Linked DNA regions of Triticum aestivum: region 2 is linked to region 1. A link is a contact called in public Hi-C data. All regions are on one chromosome and are shown on one strand. The core of a region is the stretch at or near the end of the contact, and the rest is flanking DNA. Distances in the headings are between cores, read along the strand shown.

The links. Hi-C and Micro-C count contacts between places; a contact is called where the count stands out from the background.
Region 2: a contact with region 1 is called in a Hi-C map of leaf, with 4 times the contacts expected there. The contact joins the promoter of LOC123182644 here to the enhancer-like site in region 1. A contact is called at or near these places in 4 of 5 Hi-C or Micro-C datasets (leaf and an unstated tissue) and 1 of 1 datasets of contacts at active chromatin or transcription factors (leaf).

Annotation. Positions count from the first base shown.
Region 1 is chr1D:432,716,125-432,723,279 of IWGSC CS RefSeq v2.1, forward strand. No RefSeq gene overlaps it. Among protein-coding and RNA genes, the nearest start is that of LOC123182644, 85 kb to the right of the region's middle. Within about 2 kb of position 4,102, at least 1 of the 8 cell types and tissues checked has an H3K27ac peak or open chromatin away from gene starts, as enhancers often do. A contact at or near this core is called in leaf, where this site is marked.
Region 2 is chr1D:432,801,086-432,808,240 of IWGSC CS RefSeq v2.1, forward strand. It overlaps LOC123182644 (probable alpha,alpha-trehalose-phosphate synthase [UDP-forming] 7), which reads left to right and starts at 3,405. Exons shown (of 3, transcript XM_044595287.1): 1 at 3,405-5,596; 2 at 6,454-6,727. The coding sequence starts at 3,540.

The DNA of each region.
Region 1 (7,155 bases), core at 2,852-5,351:
AAAGAGTCGCAATCCCTCTTCCCATGGCGCTCCTCAAGAACAACACGAGGGTTTTGTGTTTGGCAGCTCTTCTGTTGATGATATCCACCAGCTTCTTGACATGTGACGCATCCTACGGGATCACAGGTATATTCTTTTTGCTATATTCATATTCATGTATGGTTTATACAATCGTTTAGAACATTAATGGATAATCAAACAAATACTACCTCTGTTCCTAAATATAAGTCCTTTTAGAGATTTCGCTACGGAGTAAAACGAGTGAATCTAAACTCTAAAATATGTCTATGTACATTCGTATGTAGTCTGTAATGGAATCTCTAAAAGGACTTATATTTAAAAGCGGAGGGAGTACAAGTGATTATGTTATGTCTTGCATATATACTTACAACTTTAGACATGGCTTATTTATGCTTGGGCGTGCAGATGGAGGAGGTCGCAAGTTTTGTGTGGATTGGGATGGAGACTGCAAGGACCCGGTGAATGGAAAACCTAGTCAGTGTCAGATTTACTGCAGAGATGCCGGTTATGTCTTAGCGAAAGGCAAATGTGAGCCTATTAATGGAGCCCCCAACGACATGTGCTGCTGCTACAAGTGAATGGCATGGAAATCCACGGAGAAAAGATCAATAATGAAGAGGGCACTACTTGATCTATACGTATCATCAGAAAACTCGACTGGTCTGTTAGAAATATAAACTTAGGCTGAGCAAACTTTTCAATTTGTAATTCTTTTTCGGTGTTTGACTCGAAAGAAATTTGTTTCTGATATAGTGGTTCGATTATACAATGTAAAAAATTGTGTTTTCATTGTCGTGATATTTTGCTTCCACATGACTAAATTTTGTGTCCATCTAATTCTGTCCAACAACCGGTATAGACGTATAGTCCACCCCAAACCTGAACAAACTCTCCCCTCCAAGATTCACTGGATTCATTTGAATTTGTCTTACGAGTTTTGATCCTCCTCGAATTCATTCGTCTGCACGTAGTCGACACGGAGCTCCGGAGCAGATTTTTACCGTCTCCTTGGGGCAGTGACGTGGGTTTATTGTTGTGTGGTGAGATTTGGTGCTTCATATCTATGCAAGGGTTCAACAGGGACAACTGCGGCTTGAAGGTGTTGGTCCTTATGGCATGTGCACGAAGACTTCCTAGCCGTTATCGACAAGGTAAAGCCGGCTCCGACAGGGGAGCGGCGACAGCGGCACGTCGACGGCTCGCTCTGGCGGCAGTAGTGATCGTTCTCGATGTAATTTTTATTATGATCGATATCCTTTGTACTTTCAATGCATTCTTACAATAGATTTGATCCTTTTCGGAAAGAAAAAAAAGAAGAGGGAATTGCTTCCGGCGGATGTAAGAATTTGTTTCCATCAACTGATACAATATTTTCATCGTGGCTCGGTAAATTGTCTCTGCGTTTCAGGCTGGCAAACCCTTTTTTTAGAATTTTTGAGTGACAGAGATTTACGAAAATTCTAAGGTAAATCCGGCATAAAAACGTACGTAATGTACATGCATACAGCAACTGCTTGCGTTCGAGAATTTACGGCCTCGCGTGCCGTCCGGGGTGTTCCTCCCGGCCCCTGCCCCGTCGAGGCGGCGGCAGGTTGACGTGGTCGAACCAGACCTGGCGGAAGACCTTGACGATGCAGTCGTGGTGCTCGTCGGCGTTGAGGGCGAGGTAGCACGCCAGCAGCCGCTCCAGCTCCTCCGGCCGGGCGTCGGTCCCCCCGCTGCTCGCGATCATCTCGGACATCGACTCCCTGAACGCCCGCTGCGGGTCCCGCGTCCGCCGCACCACGGCGAGGCTCTCCAGCTCCGGCGCCGACCGCCGCGGCGACCGCACCTTCACCCGCAGCGTCACCTTTCCGGAGAACGACGATCTCCGGCCGCCGCTGACGCTGCGCCAGTGCCGGCGGCCACGGTGCCGACGCCTCAGCCGAGCGCCCCCGCCGTCCGTGTCCGACGGTGCCGCGGCTGCTGCCGCCTGTGGAGGAGGCCGTGGCTGCGCTGGGGAGCCAGCGAGGGAGAAGGGGATGTGTTTGCCGAGCGGCGCCTGGAGGTCACGGTCGCCGCCGACGGAGCAGTGGCGCCGAGGTCTGCAGTGCCGGCGCGGGGCGACGGCGTCGGCGCTGTCGTTGCCAACAGAGAGCCGCCTTGGTACGACTTCTTCGGCGGCGGCGACGGCTGCGGCAGGGCGATGGCGCCCGCGCGCGGCCACGGCCTCCGCGTTGTCGTTGCCAACAAAGAGCCGCCGCAGAACAGCGGGAGAGCGACGCGGCGAGGGCGAGCTGAGCCGGCCCGCCGGCGCAATCACCACCTTAGCCGGGCTGACGCGCTCGGGAAGGGCCGACTTGAACGGCGGGGCGGCGGCAGCGGCACTCGCACCGGCTCCGCGGCCCTCGTGCGTGGACGCAGGCGTGCGCTTGGGCTTCGCGGCGAGCTTGGAGAGCCACGAGAGCGGGGAGAAAGAGAAGGGGAAGGCCTTGCTCTTGCCACTGCCCTTGTGCTCGCCGGACTCTCCTTGCTCCGACGCGCGTGACGGCGTCCCGTGCTGCTGTTTCCTGCTTCCCCATCCCATGACTGGCTTCTTGGCTTCTTGCTATCTACAACTCCGACTCGAGCTTCTCGTGTGTGAGCTTGGAGGGGCGACCTTAAAGCGTGCAAGTTCTTGTTGCCGCTACTGGGACTTGAGCACAAGCTTTATGCACTACTTGAGCTGCTCTACTGTGCAGTAGTAGCTCCTATCCTAGAGAGAAGGCAATGTCGGGGAATGGAAAGCGAGACAGCGCCGGCACGGGCAGGAGACAGGCATGATCATCTGAACTCTGCCGGGCGCTAATTATGTCCATCTGCGTGCATGCAGCATGGGTTTTCGAAAGCCCCTGGCGGCAGGCAGGCGGGCATGAGGAGTTCAGAATTCATAGGCCCCATGCGCGATACGCTCACGAACACTCATGATTCGTCAATACTATTCGCGGAAGAGCAGAGGGAGCAAAGGGGGGAGACAAAGCAGAGGAGAAAGCGTGGACTGATGGCTGAAACTGAAAACAAAGCAACGTTGGCTTGGCTTGCTACGTGCTGCTTTTGCTTTCTCTGCCTCGTCGTCCTGCCTGCTTGCTTCTCTTCTCCCATCGTTCGTTCGTTTGAACAAAAGGCCCGCCGTTTTTGCCCATTGCCATTCTTCCACTCCTACCAGGAACAAACTTTTGCTACTACTCGTGTAGGAACAGTAGAAACACATGCCTGTGTCATGTAAAAGAAGTTCAGACTCGAACTGAGGTGCCTGCTCAGTTGTACAGGTAATTCACATCAGTGTTGCTGTATTATGCTTGTGCCCTGCCGTGCAGGAATGCTTACTGTTTGTTGGTCTCGGCCTGAGACCGAGCATGCTCTGCCATGGACACTTTCCACAGGAAGAACACGACACTGTACTTTTCCCTTATTTACCTTTTTGTTAAGAAAAAACTTGGCCCCAGCCCCAGCTTCGCTAATTAAAGAAAGCGAACGTAGGCGAGTAGTTTATTTTCGTTGCTGTGCGGGAAAACTACAGTGTACTGTACCAGTTAACGCGCCTTTATTTGATGGCTGATCGTTGCCTGCTGAGTTCAAATGGTCTGCCTCTCATTCTTATCCATTTAGCCACAATTAAATTTGTGAAGAACGTGCGATATTCTGAATTCTACATTGTTGCATAACCAAATTTCTGGTATCAGATATCAAGAGTTCTGAACAAGTGAACAGATCTCGTGGCTGCAGGTCCAAATGACACACTGCCATAATCTGGGCGGGCCGGTCTACATTTTCTACAGAGTTCATCGAGGGTTTGCTTCAAAGAAGAGCCTAGCATTTTGCGTTTTGGTGCTATCCACGATTTGTTATGCCAGTTTGAGCCATGTGTGGACTGTTGCTGTGGCTATTGGTTCAGTCTCCTGTTTCAATACAGTCCAGCAACCTGAACTTCAAATGACGCGGCGCGCCCACTGCTCAGCCCTGAAAGAGACGGGGAACGAGCGATCTGGAGCACTATCCAAAAGGAAAGGAAAATCAAATCAAAAGCCGAGACGGGCGCAAAAGGAGGGTCCCTCCAAAAAATCGCCACCGGCGTTCAAAATGGAAACGGATCCCTATCCACATCGCACAATCGCACATGGATCGAGCGTAACTGTCAACTCTCTTGCCTGCCGTGCCAAGAGTGTCAAACGAAAAGCCAATGCGCTCGCTTTCACTAGCCCCGGCCCATCCGCTTGCCTTTTTTGCCGATCGAGACGGCGCCTAAAGATAACAGATCCGCTCAAAATGGCCGAAGGATACATGCATCCAGTGGGAGCAAACCGTAGAGCCTGCTCCAGCGTCTACAGCATGGGAAAGATGGAAGAGAGCTCATGCTTTTTTGTTCTTTCTCTCCAATATTACTACTTTGTCATCTAAAAAAAAGGAGAAAAAAACTCCATTGTTCTCACATAATTCATGCTTTAGACATTGACTAGCATCAAGATGCATTTGTATGAGTAGTTTATTTTGTGAGAGAAAAGGATGAACGAGGGAAAGCCTTATTTGCAAATGTGAAGAGGGGTGTGGGTATCTTTTTATAAAATTGTCATAGTTTCCTTCCTATCGGTCAAATATAAATCGGGCGGTCTATATTGCAGGATGACAGGCACACCATCATCACCACTCTGTTTTTTATAAGAGTAGAGATAAGGTGTGCAAGACGTGACCTGACAGCTAGTTTCCGTTGTTATATGAGTATAAAATCAAATCAAGTTATGGTATTTTGAAAATCTAGGATACAAATGGTTTAGATGACCATCCCTCGCGTCGCTCTTGCGGGCGGCGTCGGGGGAACGCTAGCCGCCACCCCTCGGCCGCCTCCTACACCCTCCCCTCCCCTCGCCGCCGGGCGAAGCCTGGTGCGCGTCGGCGTCGGCGGGGCCCTTCTCCTCCTCCTAGCGTATGGCTGCAGCGCGAGATGCGGCGGCGCGGCGGAGGTGTGGCACTGGTGTGGGGTGGGTGCGGCGGCCAGACAGCGGCACAGGCGGGTGGCCAGGCCGTGACGGCTGCACGTGGGGTTGGCTCCGGGGCGGCGGTGCGGGCACGGATCGGGTGCGGATCTGGTCCTACGGGCGCGGACTCGGCCTCCCCTGGTCGGCCGGCAGGTCTCAGTGTGGACTTCTCCTTTGCTGTGACCTGGCAGCGGCGGCCTGGATCATCCTGATCCCGGCAGGGATGGCGGCGGCCTGTGCACGAGAGTTGAGGTTCTTCGAGCAAATCTAGGTGAAAACCCGCTTTCGGCTATTACCAAGGCCGGCGGTGGTGGCGTTGTCTGCCTCGTTCCCTTCCTGAAGGCATCATCGTGGAGAAGTTCAAGGCCCTCTCTGCTACCTCTTGGGAAAACCCTAGATCAGTAGATCGGATGACGGTGGCTCTCTGGTGTTGTTTCCCCCTTGGGGGCGTCATTCTTGGAGGTGCACACGGGCTCGAGGGACCGGAGGGCGGCTTCTTTGGTGGAGCGGCGCTTCATCTTACACACTGATGGCGGCGGATATAGGCGGCGTGGCGCCGTGGAGACTTGGCGTCAGATGCGCGGAGATGGACTTGCGCAGGAGGAGGATGATGTCTGGCGGTGGCGTCGATAGCAGAGAAGCCTGGCAAGGTCGGTGCGTTAGTTTGCTCTGAAGATGGATTGGTGGAAGATGGCGGCGACGACACATGAGAGTGCGTTAGACCGATTTGTGCCCCAAACCCAGTATGTGGCTTGGTTGGGGCCTCTGCTTTAGATGTTAGGCATTTGTGCGATGTCTGTTTGGTATTAGGCTCAGACTATCAACACCCCTTCATCATGTGGATAAGAGTAGCAACAAATGTTGCTAAGATGGTGGCTTCAGACTACCTGATGTACTACTTTATAAGGTCTTTGTGAATAATCAATAAAATGGTTGCATGCATCGCTCAGATGCAGAAGGCCGGGGGTAATCCTCCTTTTTCTAAAAAAATTGGTTTAGATGATGTCCCTCTGTTGCATAATGTAGTGCCTATAGATTTTTATAAAGGTCAAATTTTACAAACTTCGACCAGGTTTCTAAAGAAAAACATTCATTAGATACATCATGAGAAGTATTTTCATACTATACATTTTTTGTATTGTTGATATAAATAATTTTCTTTACAAATTGGTTAAAGTTTGGAAATTTTGATTATTCAAAAATCTATAGGCACTACATTATGGAACGGACAAAGTATTATCTAAAGATTTAAAAGTTTGACAGTGTTAAATATAAATTGATACATCTCCAATGTATCTATAATTTTTTATTGTTCCATGCTGTTATATTATCAATCTTGGATGTTTTATAATCATTTTATAGTCATTTTTTATCATTTTTGGTACTAACCTTTTGACATAGTGCCAAGTGCCAGTTGCTGTTTTCTGCATGTTTTTTACATCGCAAGAAATCAATACCAAACAGAGTCCAAATGCAACGAAACTTCACGGAGATTTTTTATGGACCAGAAGACACCCAATGGGCCAAGGCAGCTCCTCGGGGGTGCTCCGAGGGGAGCACAACCCACCAGGGCGCGCCAGGAGGCCCAAGCGCGCCCTGGTGGGTTGTGCCCACCTCGGGTGCCCCCAGACCGCCTCTTTACTCTATAAATACCACCAATATTCCAGAAACGCTAGGGGAGTCGACGAAAATCAATTCCAGCTGCCGCAGAGTCCAGAACCACCAGATCCAATCTATATATCATCATGGAGGGGTTCACCACTTCCATTGGTGCCTCTCCGATGATGCGAGTAGTTCTTTGTAGACCTACGGGTCCGTAGTTAGTAGCTAGATGGCTTCCTCTCTCTCGTTTGATTCTCAATACAATGGTCTCTTGGAGATCCATATGATGTAACTCTTTTTGCGGCGTGTTTGTTAGGATCTGATGAACTTTGAGTTTATAATCAGATCTATCTTTTTATATTCACGAAAGTTATTTGAGTTTCCTTGATCTCTTATATGCATGATTGCTTATAGCCTCGTATTTCTTCTCTGATATTTGAGTTTTGTTTGGCCAACTTGATCTATTTATCTTACAATGGGAAGTGGTGCTTTGTAGTGGGCGATCTTACGATGCTTGATCCCAGTGACAGAAAGGGAACCT
Region 2 (7,155 bases), core at 2,155-4,654, 84 kb after region 1:
GTCGCTTTTTGAGTCTATTAATAGAGAAGACATACCGCCAATTTTATAAAACATATGCACAGACTCAAGAAAACTAATAAATGGTTGTGTGCATCACTTGATGTAAGGGAGGGGGTTACACCTATTTTTCAGGAATTATCCTGTTTATTCTCTCCCTAAAGACACAAAGGAGTAAAGTAGTGGGAGAAAAAACCATCACAGTCAAGAATATTTTCACTAGCACCGCCATTGCCTTACCAGTCAAGCCAACCTCATATTGAGGGTTTTCACGATGCAACTCAGGTGTTCATCATAGGCACGAGTCTGGCTGGTCGTCCATTCTCTAATAAAAGATCATCATGCTCGCCAACCATCCTTACAAAGGTGGTCCGGGTTGTGTAAGGGGAGAATACATAAATGTGCGCAACACCGAATAAGACACGCATTGCAACCAGTGTTATCTCGACTTGTTTAGTCAAACTGTTGAGGCCACTCTTGCCTTTTGAAACAATTAATAGAGAAGACATATTGCCATATATCTTAAAAAGATACACAAAAGGAATTAATAAATGGCCTCGTGCATCCCTTGATGCATGAGAGAGGGGGTTACACCTGCTTTTCGAGAAATTATCTTGTTTCTGCTCTCTCCGATGACACAAGGAGTAGTGAAGGGAGGAAGAAAACCATCATTGTCAAGAGTTTTTTCACTACTGGCGCAAGGGGCAATGTTAGTGCGCAACCATTGCCACACCGGTCAAGTTAAGGTCATCTTGAGGGTTTTCACCATGCAGCTATGGTGTTCACCATACGCACTAGTGTTGTTGACAGTCCACCCTAACTAGATCTTGAATTCCCTCATTAAAGATTGTCACGCTCGTCAACCATTCTCCAAAGGTGGTCTGAGTTGTGGAAGGTGTTGAGACAGAAGAACTTGCAACACCAAGCAAAACACGCTAGCAACAGTCGTTATCTCCATTTGGTTCGTCAAACCTTTGAGTTTCCCATCGCTTTTTGAGCCAATTAATAGAGAAGACATACCACCAAATTTCTAAAACAGATGCATGAACTCAAGGAAATTAATAAATGACCGTGTGCATGACCGTGCGTCACTTGATGCATGGGAGAGGGGGTTACACCTACTTTTCGAGAAATTATCTTGTTTCTCCTCTCTTCAAAGACATAAGGGAGTAAAGAAAAAGGATAAAAACATCTTGATCAAGAGATTTTTCACTACCAGGGACAAGGGGCAATGCACGTGCGCCGCCATTGCCTTACCGGCCTAGCTAATGACATCTTGAGGGTTTTCACCGAGCAGCTTAGGTTTTCGCCAAATCCATGTGTCGCTAACTGTAACGGCGCTACTAGATCTTAAATCCCACCATTAAAGACCATCATGAACGTCAACTAAGTGTGCAACACAAGTAACATTCAAAAATACCGCTACTGCCTTGAGCAGGCGTGCAGATACTCATGACCGATGAAGACATTGACAAAAAAAATTGCGGGGAAGAAGACATTGGCAAAAAAAATTGCAGGGAAGAAGACATTGGCAATTGGAGGGAAGAGATTGAGTAGTAGTCAAAGGAGTGGTGGCTCTACACACATGCTAGAGTGTCATCATCACAACTTGTTATATCTTCACAACAGAGCTCGTCCAGAATACTCTTATTTTTTTGTAAAAGGACATCACACAACCATGAAGAGTTTGAGCAGACCGTTGGTCAAGCTGGTCATGTAATAATGCAGAGTTTCAAAAAGTTATCAACATACTCTCTTCATTTTTATTTACTCCGCATATTTGCTTTGAGCTAAGTCAAACTTCATAAATTTCGACCAAGTTTATCGGAAACAATTTTAGCTTTCACAATAACAAACATACTCCCTCTGTTCCTAAATATACGTCCTTTTAGAGATTCCACTATGGACTATATACGAAGCAAAATGAGTGAATCTACATTTTAAAATATGTCTATATACATCCATATGTATTTTTGTAGTGGAATCTTTAAAAAGACTTATATTTAGGAACGGATGGAGTATATGGTATGAAAATATATCGAATGATGATTCTAATGGTTGATTTGGTATTGTGCATGTTATTAACTTTTACACATATAAACTTGGTCAAATGTTACAAAGTTTGACTTGAGACAAAGCGACGAAGGGGCACTAGTGCATCACTACGATAATACTCCCTCCGTTCCGATTTACTCGTCGAGGTTTTAGTTTAAATTTGAACTAAAACCACGACGAATAAATCAGAATGAAGGGAGTACTTACTTTGTCCTAAAATAAATGACTCAACTTTGTACAAACAATTATACAACCCATGAAGGCCAACAATATGCGGCCCCAGCCCCACTGATCCTCACCTGGAGATTCCATCGTCAAAAGCTTGACCAGTACGTACAACAACTTGCCTTAAGCTACATGGCCAACTGGCTATACTATATCATCAGATATTCCTAAACCAAATTGCACCACTGGATTGAAGTTGAACCTACCTAGAGGCAACGGCAAAGGGCACGTTATCCGAATAAAAATCAAGGGATATGCTATGCTGGTCAGACTATCATCACGAGTTGGGTGGCCAGTGCGCCTGCCTCACGCTTAATTAGCCACTAAGATTGCTTGTCCTTTTTTCCTCGAAAGACAGAGCTAGAAGACACTGCTCGTCTGTTCGCTAGCTGTTTGTTAGCTGGTTGTCTGTCGCGCGAATTAAATAGGCATATCCTTCGCGCGATGCTCCTCGTGGCGTCCGTCTCGATGGATGACCGTCTGCCTACCTGGAAGGAGCATCCGAGGGCGACGTGGCCACGGACGGTCACAGTCACGGCCTCGCCGACATGCCGCGCGTGCCACGGGTGGCCCATGTGGCGCCATGTCACCGGGAGCGGCGATGCTGGCCACCTCACCGCGGATCAAATTCGTGGACAGAGTTGCGCCTAGTCACGGACACATCTGCAGCGTCGCCATCACGTCGACGCGGCGGTGCGGCTGCCGGACGCGTGTCCCGGGCCACCGCGTTTGGGCTATCGCTGTCGCTCGCTTGCGGGAACGGGAAGGGGGACCGGGACGTCTCATGAAAGCGCCGGACCAAAGGGCCTGGGGAATTCTTTATCCACAAACTGTTGCCCCCGGCTGATCTCGTCCGTCAACCGCGTGCGCGGAGCCATCGCGTGCGTCCGTTCGGGTGGGCCCCAGGGTCGTCAGGTGGCAGCGTGACGCCAGCTGGAGCCGGTGGGGCACGCACCACCTTATCCTCTTTTCTCCGCCGCGTGGTCTGCCCCTGTGGGCAGGGTCCACTGCACCGGCGGGTGGCAGGAAAGGAAGGGCCCATCGGTCGGTGAGGGGTGGACCAGGAGGCAGGTGCCGTGCGCCGGGTGCAGCAAGGGGGGGATATACTGTGTGCTCGTCTTCTTCGTCGCCCCACTTCGCCTCCCCCATTCCCCCGAACTCCAAAACGCCGGATCGGGTCAAAGGCGCGGGCGGACCTAGGGTTTGGATAAAACACTCGCCATTCCGCGGATCCGGCGGGGATCGGTCCGGGGGATTCAGCCATGATGTCGAGGTCCTACACCAACCTGCTCGACCTCGCGGCGGGGAACTTCGCGGCGCTCGGCCCGGCCGGCGGCGGGAGGCGCCGGTCGGGGTCGTTCGCGCCGAGGCGGATGCCGCGGGTCATGACGGTGCCCGGCACGCTGTCGGAGCTGGACGACGAGGACGACGAGCGGGCCGCCACCAGCAGCGTCGCCTCCGATGTGCCCTCCTCCGCCATCTGCGAGCGCCTCATCGTCGTCGCCAACCAGCTCCCCGTCGTCGCGCGCCGCCGCCCCGACGGCCGCGGCTGGGTCTTCTCCTGGGACGACGACTCGCTCCTCCTCCGCCTCCGCGACGGCGTCCCCGACGAGATGGAGGTGCTCTTCATCGGCACCCTCCGCGCCGACGTGCCCGCCGCCGAGCAGGACGAGGTCTCGCAGACCCTCATCGACGGCTTCCGCTGCGCCCCCGTCTTCCTCCCCGCCGACCTCTACGATCGATTTTACCAGAACTTCTGCAAGGGCTACCTCTGGCCGCTCTTCCATTACATGCTCCCCTTCGCCGCCGCCCAATCTCCCAATGAGAGCGGTGCATCTGCCGGTGGTCGGTTCGAGCGCGCCTCATGGGAGGCCTACGTCCTCGCCAACAAGCACTTCTTCGAGAAGATTGTTGAGGTCATCAACCCGGAGGACGACTATGTTTGGGTCCATGATTACCACCTCATGGCGCTGCCCACCTTCCTCCGCCGCCGCTTCAATCGCCTCCGCATCGGATTCTTCCTCCACAGCCCATTCCCCTCATCAGAGATATACCGATCCCTCCCTGTCAGAGAGGAGATCCTCAGGACTATGCTCAACTGTGATCTCATTGGATTCCACACATTCGATTATGCCAGGCACTTTCTGTCTTGCTGTAGTAGGATGCTCGGGATAGAGTACCAGTCAAAGCGTGGATATATTGGTCTGGATTACTATGGCCGCACTGTTGGGATCAAGATCATGCCAGTGGGAATCCATATGGGTCAATTGCAGTCAGTGCTGCGATTACCTGAAATGCAGCAGAAGGTTGCTGAGCTGCGGCAGCAATTTGAGGGCATGACTGTGTTGCTTGGTGTGGATGACACGGATATCTTTAAAGGCATCAATCTGAAGCTTCTTGCATTTGAGTATATGTTGAAGACACATCCTAAGTGGCGGGGTAGGGCTGTGTTAGTACAGATTGCTAACCCAGCACGTGGGAAGGGAAAGGATATCGAGTCCATTCGGGCTGAGATTCAGGATAGTTGTGAGAGGATTAACAGGGAGTTTGGCCAGTCCGGGTACAGCCCAATTGTTCTCATTGACCGGAATGTCCCAAGTGTGGAGAAGCTTGCATATTATACGGTCGCTGAGTGTGTCGTGGTGACGGCTGTGAGGGATGGGATGAATTTGACCCCATATGAGTACATTGTCTGTCGACAGGGCATTCCTAGCTCTGAGTCTGCACCTGAGGTGAGTGGGCCACGCAAGAGCATGCTAGTTGTCTCGGAATTTATTGGGTGCTCACCTTCACTGAGTGGTGCCATTCGTATTAACCCATGGAATGTTGAATCAACGGCGGAGTCACTAAATGAGGCCATATCAATGTCAGAGCGTGACAAGGAGCTGAGGCACGAAAAACATTACCGCTATGTAAGCACACATGACGTTGCATATTGGTCAAGGAGCTTTATCCAGGACCTGGAGAGGGCTTGCAAGGATCATTTCAGGAAGCCATGTTGGGGCATTGGATTGGGATTTGGATTCAGGGTGGTGGCACTAGACCCAAATTTCTCAAAGCTTAGTTTTGATTCAATTATAATGTCTTATGGGAGATCAAAGAGTAGAGCTATATTTCTTGACTATGATGGTACATTGGTGCCACAGGCTTCTCTCTACCAGAAACCGAGTGAAGAATTAGTAACCATCATTAATACCCTATGCTCGGATAAGAACAACATCGTCTTTATTGTCAGTGGAAGAAGCAAGAATAGCTTGGGATCAATGTTCTCCTCATGTCCAATTCTAGGCATCGCGGCAGAGCATGGTTATTTCTTAAGGTACAATTTTTTATTACCACTGTTGTACATTTTGCTTCAGATTAACAGTGAAGTCTGTACTTTATTCAGACATAATAGGAATAGGAGTCAAGGTCAACTGCAGATGCAAAGGTCTCAGTGTTTTCTGCTTCATCGAGCAAATAACAATCTAGTTTACTTTTGTTGGTTTTTCTTGTATCAATAGGAAATTCTTCATTTGTTCCTTGTCAGGCACTCAGGCTACTACACGCACCAGTTGTTTGTTTGGTACTCCCTCCATGAAATTAGGGCGTCAAGTGGGAGAATAACACAGTGCTCGACAAAATACCCCTCCCTCAGATCTGCTTTACCGATTCACATTAATTACCTGTCACTGCATGCACATAGCACGATTGGCTAAGGCTGCGCATTCTGCTCCTCCGTAGCATTCACACTCTAGGATTGGCCAGTGTGAGGTCCATATTAAACGGATGCTAGTTATCGAGGCGCGTGGAGCGAATATTTTGCGGCGCTTTTCAAGGGTAAATCTGGGAAAATAAACTGCATGAGATTCTCTCCTTAATTGCTGCGCTCAGAATTGTATGCCCTCCTTTGGCGATTGGAGGGAGTACTTAACTGTAATGACCAACTAGCGGAGTCAGTAATTAGGACTTGTAGGATCATACACCTTATGTTCATTAAACTCATGTACCAGGTTCTGCTTTTACTTCAACATGGCATGCACACGTCATAAGATGTTTGTTCATGTTTCTTGGCTGCCCATTTCTGTTTAGTGTTTTTATTGCCTGGGGAGAATGGAGATCACTGCAGACTGTTCATGATTTTTGGAATCACTAGAGAATTAAATAGATGATGAAACACTATGTTTCCATATGTAGGTGGACCAGAGATGAAGAATGGCAAACCAGTACCCAGTCCCCAGATATTGGATGGATGCAAATGGCTGAGCCAGTGATGAATCTTTATACAGAAGCAACTGATGGATCCTACATTGAAACCAAAGAAACTGCGTTGGTGTGGCACCATAGGGATGCTGACCAAGGCTTTGCATCTTCTCAGGCAAAGGAGATGCTTGATCACCTGGAAAGTGTACTAGCAAATGAAGCAGTCTCAGTCAAGAGCGGCCAGTTCATTGTTGAAGTCAAACCTCAGGTTCGCCATTACCATTTCTTGCATTCCATTAGATGAGCTCACCAATTTTTGTGCCATCCATAGAGAGTATATGCGCACATGATTTTTCCCTTCACTTATATCTGTATGAGATACCCTATGACTTGCTCTGCATTTAGCTGGTGCCCCTATCTGAGGTTCGCATAATACTTCTGTGCCAATCACACAAGCCATTTTGTTTCTTGTACATTACTTCAGGTTAATGTGATTAGCACTATGGTGTGCTCCCTCCGTCAGGGTTTAAAAGGCCAGTGGGCCTCGATCGCATGCCCGTAATTCTAAGTCAGCTTGTAATCAGTTCCCTGCTTTTTCGCTGGGTTTGGCTGGCGCTACGTCCGCTGATTCGGTGAATTAATTAGCCAGAGGAGCCGCGTCACATGCAAGCGTGAGGGGCGAGGCTGCATGCAGAA